Linked DNA regions of Mus musculus: all the other regions are linked to region 2. Evidence: chromatin contacts called from public HiChIP or PLAC-seq and promoter capture Hi-C data. All regions are on one chromosome and are shown on one strand. The core of a region is the stretch at or near the end of the contact, and the rest is flanking DNA. Distances in the headings are between cores, read along the strand shown. Region 1 holds the start of Elof1 (ELF1 homolog, elongation factor 1). Region 2 holds the start of Zfp266 (zinc finger protein 266). Region 3 holds the start of Pigyl (phosphatidylinositol glycan anchor biosynthesis, class Y-like).

Region 1 (2,700 bases), core at 37-2,536, 1.6 Mb before region 2:
GTGCATTTGTGGTTTTGTTTTGTTTTTGTGAGCCTCCCACTGTTGCCAAGGTTAGCTTTGAATTATTCACATTAGCCCAGGCTGGTTAAGAACTAGCACAGATCTTGTTTCTGCCTTCTGAGTACTGGGATTTAAGTCCTGAACCACTACACTCCTGTGTGAGTAGATGCTGCCAACCAGAAATGGTCTTCAGAAAAGGCAGTTCCAAGGATGGCACTGCCCCCTATAGGGCATTCTCTTTAAAGCATGCGTAACAACGTGTGACACAGCTAAGCACTTTCCGTGTGTGTGTGTGTGTGTGTGTGTGTGTGTGTGTGTGTGTGTTAAGAATTGCCTTTACCCGCTGAGCCATCTTGCTGGTCAGAGCCTTTAATTAAGAAAAGAAGTATGTACTCAGCAGGTATATTTGTGAGGGTCTGCATGTGAAAGCCAGACCCTCACATCTCTCCATCTTACATATTGATGTAACGCAGTGTCTCTTGAACCCAGAACTCACCTCATCTGGCTAGTCACCGTGCCCTGGGGATCCTGTCTCCTGCAGGCTTGGATTACAGGCGGGTAACCAAGCCTACCTGGCTTTTCTGTAGATGCTAGGGATTCAAGCTCCTGTCTTCAAGCTTACCTGACAAGCGTGCTGGAGGCCCATATAAGGACCCTGGAAGAAGGAAGGCTCACTTTTCTTCGCCTGCTTGCATTTACTTGCCAGTACGTCTGTTGGAACCTATTTCTATTTCTTTACCAGCTAAACCAACTGGCCTCGTGGGACTGAGCGACGAACTACTAGATTCTTGGACTTCCCATTCACAGCTGACCATCGTTCGGGTAGTTGGACTACAGACTGTTAAGTCATCACAATAAATCCCCTCAATATAGAGACATTCCATAAGTTCTGTGACTGTAGAGAACTCTGACTAGTACAATGTATTTTGACCATTAAACCCCCTTACCCGTTCTCCTGTCTCACAATCCCGCTGATCCCCTCCCTCTCCCAACTCGTCTCTTCTAGGGCTAGGATATTGGAGTGAGCATGGAGGGTAGGGAAAATCTAGGGTTTCAAGGAGGTAAGACAAGTGAGACGAATCCAGGAAGATGATTACAGGTGAGGACCTTAACCAGGATGAGTACAGGTGGAGCCACCGCTCCTCGCGATCACGAACACCCCTAGGATTTTGCTTGTGATTGAGCAGGACTGTGGCGCATGCGCTGTAACAATTGCGCGGAGCCAGGTAGTTGGAGGCGGGGTCTACACGCGCATTTAATTGGTTAAGGAGTGGGCGGGAAACCCAAAGCGATATTTCCGTTTCCGTTAGGGGCCGGAAGTTAGCGTCTCCTGGGTGAAGCGGCCTTGGCTGAGAGGCAGGGCTGGTACAAGTAAGTGTAGGGTCTCGCGGGCGGGCGTTGGGCCGGGCGGACCGGCGCTCTTCTCTAGATCACCCGCAGGGCGTAGAGCTGAGGCCGGGGCATGGCTTTGAGGACGGCCTCGTGGGGAGCCTGACCCCTGGATCCCTGCAGCTGGGCGAGCGGGCGGCGCCACCGAAACCTGGGTGAGGCGGACGCCGTCGCTCTGCCCAGATCCCTTCCCGCCGTCCCGGTCGCCTCGGGACACCATGGCTCGTTCGCAGGCTGCGGTTTGCCGGTGGGATTCTGGGGCCCCACAGAGACAGATTCCGGGCAATTCACTGATTTGTTCAACAAGTAGTTATTAAGTGCCTAAGGTATACCAAGCACTGTGCGTCCTGGGGATACAGCAGTGACCAAGTGAAATCCTTCCTCAGAGATTGATGGGCAGGGTGGCAGACGCCGGAGGAGCTTTGAGGAGTTTTAAGGTGATCGTGAGTTTGTTTTGGATGCTGTGTGTGTGTGCGCGCGCGGGAGAGAGAGAGAGAGAGAGAGAGAGAGAGGCAGCCAACAACTTCACCTGCCAAGCCATCTCCCTTGCCCTATTTTGAAAGTGTTAGAAATCTTTTGTCCTACATTTTTCCCTATATGTGTAGTAGAATGTGTACAGAAGTTAATGGACAACTTGGGAAATACATCCTCGCTTTCCACCTTTACGTGGGTTAGGGTTCCAAATTCAGCTTTTCTGGCTTGGCAGCAGTGCCCATAGCAGCTGAGACAGGATCGACTAAGATGCCCCGCCTGCCCCGCCTGCGATTCCGTTGTAGCTAGCTGGTTGCCAGGGCCAGATGGGAGGGGATGCAAACACATCCACCTAGACAGTTGACAGCTGGGCTCGGCACCAGGCAACGCTTCACCGTGAGGGTTTGGCCTTTCCTTTTGTGTGTCTCACACTTTTGTCTCCGTTGCTCCGGGAGCTTCAGCCATTCGTTCTGAAGTAAAACGACGAGAAAACCCTTCATCTGGCTCAGACTCTTCCTGGCTGTCTTGTCATCAAAGCTGCCTTTTGTCATCTGGAATGACTCCAGAAGAGAAGGTCTTTCCTGATCTCTTTCACCCAAAGTAGCCCCAGCTCAGAGATTTGTATTTCGCTCTAATAGCCTCGTAGAAATAGGATTCATCCAGTTACAAGTTTTCTCAGGAGCCTGTCATCTGTAACTATTAGTACAGATATATTAAAGATTTATTTATTTTTATCTTTTGTGTCTGCCATATCTGGATCCAGGGTATCTGATATGTGACCTCAAAACCCACAGATTGAGGACCCCTGCCCTAGAGCCTTATCCATGCTTGGCTACTATC
Region 2 (2,797 bases), core at 36-2,535:
AACTGAACCAGGGTCCTTTGGAAGAGCAACAAAGGTTCTTAACCACTGAGCAATCTCTCCAGACCAACTTCTCCATTTCTTTAAAACATCTTTTGATCTCCCATTCATGGTCCCCTTTCTAGGTTCATGTCTTATATTCACAGTCACAGCCATATGAGACACACACACACACACACACACACACACACACACACACACACACAAAGCTAGTATCCATATAGGATCCATGTGAAACTATGAAGTAGTTTATAACTCTTTCTGGCCTTGAACTCACAGAGATCCACTTGTGTTTGCCTCCTGAGGGCTGTTAAAGGTGCATATCACTATGCCTGACCTAGTTTTACTCTGAATTATTCCAAAAATAGAAAACACCCAAGCTGTTAAACTGTCTCTAAAAATTAAGTCGTTTGGGCCAAAAAGCTGGCTCAGTGGGTGAAAGAGAAGCTGACTTCCATTGCTGAAACCCATGGTGATAACGGACGCCTGAAAGTTGTCCCCTGACCTCCATACATTGCCATGTACATGCCTGCTTACTCTGTTAAACCATGCACACACATACACACACCCCATTATCACGAAAAATCAGGAAAAGATGTTAGGAACTAAGCATTTTGGATACAGGGTTTCATGTATCCCAGACAGACTGGCCTTGAATTTACTATGTAGCCAAGGATGGCCTTGAACTTTGTCTTCTTCTCCCAAGCACCACTAGTACCATCTACGGTACTGGCGATGGATCCCAGGGCTTCGTGATGCTAGTCCGGGCTCTACTAACAGCCCTGGGTGGTGAAAACGTGATGGAATCAAGGACTGAGGTGTTAGCAGAGTCCAGAGACACACAAAGACAGGTCGACATAAAGGTGTCTGGAGACAGCACTAACTGAATGGACCAAACGGATCATTTTTCCTGGGTTGGCAGATTGTGCAACATGGCTAAGGGCATCGCGAGCGTGAGGGAGAGGCGGGAGAGAAAAGCTTTTGTCAGCAGCATCTCCACCGGGGCGTCCCCACACCCATCCTCGCCCCACCGGTCCGCCATCAACCGAGGCGCACCCCGGCCTGGTCCCGCCTCTCGCCCCGCCCCCGCACTGCTCCCCCTTCAAGGTCTCGCTTCTGATCTCGACCTCTCGGCTCTTTTCCTGTCTCAACGCCCCTTATGAACCCACCCGAAAAAGGGTGCAACTGTCGGGACGCTGGAACAAACAAGTTTTTCTCTCCAGCTTGGAGAGCTCCAACGTGGCTGAGAACTCCGAGCCGGAAATGGAAGTGACGTCACGGCCAGCCCCCCCTTTTCTCCGAGCTCTGAGTCCTTCTCGGCGTTTGTCCGAGGGCTCTCCACGCAGCGCTCGGTGAGGATTCGGTGAGGAGCTGCGGGGGCGGCGCGGGGAGGGCGAGGACTCGGTAGGCCTGTGCGGGGAGGCGGGCCGAGCTCTGCTCGCGGGGTCCCGCGGCTTCCCGGGCTCTGCAGCCTTCCCGGGTGCCGCGGCCCGAGTGCGCATCCCGACTCAGCCCTGAGCTGTTTGCACCCACCTTTCTTCTAAAGCCGGTGTAAAGTAACCTTCGTGGAATTATTTTCCTCCCCAGAAAGAATAGACTTTTCGCCATTGGTATCACATTGAGACGCTGCATTTTCCATTCTTGGACCGGGCGATTCTGTTTGGGGGAGCCGAGCTTTGGCTGAAAGGTGGGTGAGGGCAGCCTTTTCCTCTTGTTTTTCTTTTTGTGTGTGTATGGAAAGGAATGCTTTATCCGATTATTTCGCTTTCGTGGGACCTATGTTTACCTGAGACACATTGCATTCTGATTTTTTTAAAAAGGCAACTTCGTTGTAGACTTTCGCAGAGTGCATTTATCTGTATATAAATATAAACGTACAAAGACCCGGGTCTTTGTGTTGAAGAAAAGTAAGGATAACAAGTTACTCTTGATTTGATGCTGGGGCCGCAACTCAGAGCCTCATGATGCTAAGCACTCTCCTGCTGAGCTACACCCTAGCCCAAATAGTTAGCTATTGTCTGAATGTTGTAGGCCTGTGCCTCCTTGCAGACTTTAAAAAATGGAGGCTTTGTTAGGTTAGTACTGATTAAACTGGTTGGTTTTTCAAGGAAAATTAAAATACAGTTTATGTTGAACTATTTGAGAATAGGTTGGGAATTTCAGGCATGATTTTTTTACATAACGGGGTAATACATTTTCTAAAAAAAAAAAAAAAGAAGATACTGACCCAGTAAGACCGTAAATACTGATCTTTCAGCCAAGATAATAAAAAATTAATATTATCTAATATCTTCTTTGTGTGAAATCAGAATTCTTCATTGTTATAAGTTTTTGGGTGTTTTTGCATCTAAGATCTTTTCAAAGTTTCTTTGTTTTTCTAATAGTGGGAATTGAATCTAGGGCTTTGTGCATGTTTAGTAAGCTCTCTTACTGAGCTATAAACCAAGACCTCTTTAAGGCATTTTTGCTGTTATTTAATCTATTTTAAGTTGTTATCTGTTTATGTGTGGGGTGTGGGTTTCTGCCTTGAGTGCAGTGCCCCTGGATGTCACAAAGGGCCTTGGCTCCCTACAGCTGCGTTACAGGAGGTTGTGAGCCACCTGGTGCGGTGCCGGTGTGGTGCTGGGAACCAGATCTCTGGTTCTGGAAGAGCCGTATGTACTTTTAACTAAGTCTTCAACCCCCATTTTAAGGTTCTTATATTGAAATTTTCAGATACCTTTTTAGGATCTTTGAACCTAGGGTAGGTCATGTTGTTTGTTATAGTAACTTTTTAAGGAGGTATGCATTTTCGCATTTC
Region 3 (3,032 bases), core at 62-2,561, 1.6 Mb before region 2:
GTACACAGGCACGGTGACCGGCAAGAGCAAGCTGTAGAAGCACAGGCTGCTGGCGCTGGTGCAGCCCTCTGGGAAGCCTTCCTCCACGGAGGCGGAGTAGAGCAGGCCTGCCAGCGAGACCAGTGGGATGAGGACGGTCATGGTGGGCAGGGACCGGATCATCTTCCTCCCTTCTTAAAAGGTTAACTGTCTCAAGAAAACTCAGTTGTTTGAAAAGTTCTGTTCTCGTGCGGGTGCGCTCTTGTCTTATCTTCCCCTTGTCCCGACTCCTCATTCACCCAGGCATGCTTCCCAAGGGCACGCAGAAAGTCCAGGGGTCCCAGGCCGAAGGTGCCGGCTCCTCAGCCTCCGCGTCACACGCAGCGGTTACCAGCGACTGCAGACACCACCTGTGTCCCTCGCAGCGCAGGCGAGAGGTCTTTTAACTGTATGAGAAAAATGCAAGATGACAAGATGAAGGGCAGGCGACGGGAAGGGAGAGGAAAGGATGGGGAAGCAGCCAGTACCAGCACTGAGTAGGTTAGAGACAGGATTGCTGGAACCGGCAGGCTGGCCTCGAACGTTGTGATCCTCCTGCATCAGCCTCCCCAAGCCACCACATCCGGCTAGAAAGAAGCCTTTAAAAAAAGGAGTGTCCTCCAAAACTGCCTATAGTGACCCCCATCAGAGGTATCAGTATTGAGGAGGCAGTGACAAAAGAACGGCTGCCAGACCATGCTTAAAACACTACAAGTGTCATGAATTACTTTGGGAAGTAAGCAATTTGAAAAACAGAATGAAGGACAGGTGGACTGATAATGTTTTTGTGAACTGGGGAAGCGGAATGCGACCTACAAATCCGGGTTCGCTTCAGACATCTGAGTGAGGCTTTCTATACGAGGACTGGCTGGGAACCAGCACCAGAACCTGGGGCCAGGTCACGAGCCACCCGCGGTCAATGCACAGACCGAAGACAGCGCCATCCCTTGGGCGCAGTCGCCTCGGGGACCAGAAGGGGCAACGAGCCCGCTGCAGTCTCTGACCGACGGAGGGACAGAGCCGAGCCGAGCCGAGCCGAGCCGAAGAAAACCGAGCCGAGCCGAGCGGGGCAAGACAGGACAGGGGGAACCCGGCCGAACCGAAAACGAACCAGCCAGACAAACGGAGTCGGCGGCGTCCATGGCGCAGACGCCAAGCTGGCGCGAGTCCCGCCCCAGCCGGTTTCAACAGCTCCTCCGCTCGTATTTCGAGACCCTCAACTCACCGTTTGCAGGCCTGTAGGAGTCCGGTCCCTTCGGCGCCTGGCGGTGACAGTCACCGCCCCACGAAGGCGGGACAGCCCGGCCAGCCGCCCAATCAAATCCCTGCAGGGGCGGGGTGAGGAACCCAGATCCCGCGATGGAGCCGGTCCGCGCGTGCTCATTGGACAGTTCACCTTGCCTTCGCTCCCAGGCTCAGGCTCCGCCCCCGTGGTCTTGATTGACGGGTGAGGCCAGAAAGACTCTGAGAGCACCGGATAGCTAAGGATCCCATCGTCTCTGGCTGGGCGTCCCCTATGCTAGTCCTGCTGGAAGTAGGAGAGGAACGTATTTGCCACAGTTTATTCATGGCGCTCCAGAGCAGACAGTGGGGTCTTTCTGCACTGAAAAGCCTTCCCCACTTTTTTTTTTTGGTTTTTCGAGACAGCCCTGGCTGTCCTGGAACTCACTCTGTAGAACAGGCTGGCCTCGAACTCAGAAATCCACTTGCCTCTGCCTCTGCTGGGGTTAAAGGCGTGCACCACCATGCCCGGCTGCCTTCCCCACTTCTAATTGATAAACTTGAATCCTGAATCGCACCTGGCCTCAGCCACTATCATCTATCCTCTTAAGCAGCGGAAAGATGACTGATACATTATTTTACGTATGAATCGGTAAATGGCAAAATAATAGTTTGTGCTGATGAGATGGCTCAGCGAGTATAGGCGTTTCCTGCCAGGTCAGACTACCTGAGATCGACCTTCCGGTACCCACATGGTGGAGAACTATTTTCCTCTGACCTCCACACATGTATTGTGGCACACCTGAGTGTACTCCCGCAAAAAGTGCAAAATGAAGTTTTAAGAGAAAATGTAGCCAAGCACACTCCTAATCCTAGCACTCCTTAGGCAAAAGCTAGCGGATTTCTGTGAGTTCGAGACCAGCCTGGTCTACATAGCAAGTTCCAGGTCATCCGGACTACATAGTAAGACGATGAGTGTGTGTGCCTTGGGGTTGGGGGGAGGGACGGTGTTCGTAAATGCTGTCCACGGGGCCGGCCACTGCCTTGCCTAGTGAGGCAGTGTTATCTCTGATCCCAGCGTAAAGAAAAATGAGGCTGAGCTAGGATTCTGCACAGTACTGCACAGGAAGCTCCATCCCTTAATCTTCCCGCAAGCTAAAAGATCAGAAAGTTTTTCTTCTCAGAGGTAAGTAGTGGTATAGAGTCCGTGCAGCTTCTGTTGCAACCACAAGGTGGCAGGAGAGAGCTGAGGACAAACCATCCTATGGTTTACACAGAGCAAGTAACAAACATTTTTTAATTTAAAAATTTAAAATCGGAACAAAAAATAGCCAGCAAGATAGTTCAAGAGGTAAAGGCACTCACTACACACGCCTGTGAAAAGGCCAGTATTGGCGCAAGATACCCAAGACCAAGTTCTTAGCGTAGAGGGGTTTTGCCCCAAAGTTCAAAGGGCAGGGAATAAGAGCCAAAGACAGGAGATAGAGGATGAGGGAGAAGGGGGGTGGGGGGGGTCACAACAGACAGGATGATGACAGCACAGCAAAGGACTGCCTCTGGGTAGAGGGGAGAAAGACGTGGTGCACAGGGAAATGGCGGTTTAAAAAGGTAAAGAGGAAACCCCGTGTTAGGACAAGGTGTTTTTTGTTTTGTTTTTTCAAAGGTTTACTTTTTGCGGGGCAGTGGTGGTACGCGCCTTTAATCCCAGCACTTGGGAGGCAGAGGCAGGCGGATTTTGAGTTCAAGGCCAGCCTGGTCTACAGAGTGAGTTCCAGGATACCCAGGGCTACACA

The links. HiChIP or PLAC-seq counts read pairs in DNA pulled down with a chosen protein or histone mark. Capture Hi-C pulls out chosen DNA fragments and counts their contacts.
Region 1: a contact with region 2 is called in a promoter capture Hi-C map of adipose tissue, with 3 times the contacts expected there. The contact joins the promoter of Elof1 here to the promoter of Zfp266 in region 2. A contact is called at or near these places in 1 of 39 promoter capture datasets (liver) and 1 of 9 other capture datasets (adipose tissue).
Region 3: an H3K27ac HiChIP or PLAC-seq map of thymic regulatory T cells shows a contact between it and region 2, with 8 times the contacts expected there. The contact joins the promoter of Pigyl here to the promoter of Zfp266 in region 2. A contact is called at or near these places in 1 of 39 promoter capture datasets (liver) and 1 of 115 datasets of contacts at active chromatin or transcription factors (thymic regulatory T cells).

What each region holds. Positions count from the first base shown.
Region 1 is chr9:22,115,781-22,118,480 of GRCm38.p6, reverse strand. It overlaps Elof1 (ELF1 homolog, elongation factor 1), which reads left to right and starts at 1,286. Exons shown (of 3, transcript NM_001357311.1): 1 at 1,286-1,371.
Region 2 is chr9:20,519,907-20,522,703 of GRCm38.p6, reverse strand. It overlaps Zfp266 (zinc finger protein 266), which reads left to right and starts at 1,285. Exons shown (of 9, transcript NM_001082485.1): 1 at 1,285-1,360; 2 at 1,585-1,684.
Region 3 is chr9:22,155,125-22,158,156 of GRCm38.p6, reverse strand. Pigyl (phosphatidylinositol glycan anchor biosynthesis, class Y-like) reads right to left here and starts at 1,311. Exons shown (of 2, transcript NM_001082532.1): 1 at 1,244-1,311; 2 at 1-425. The coding sequence starts at 162.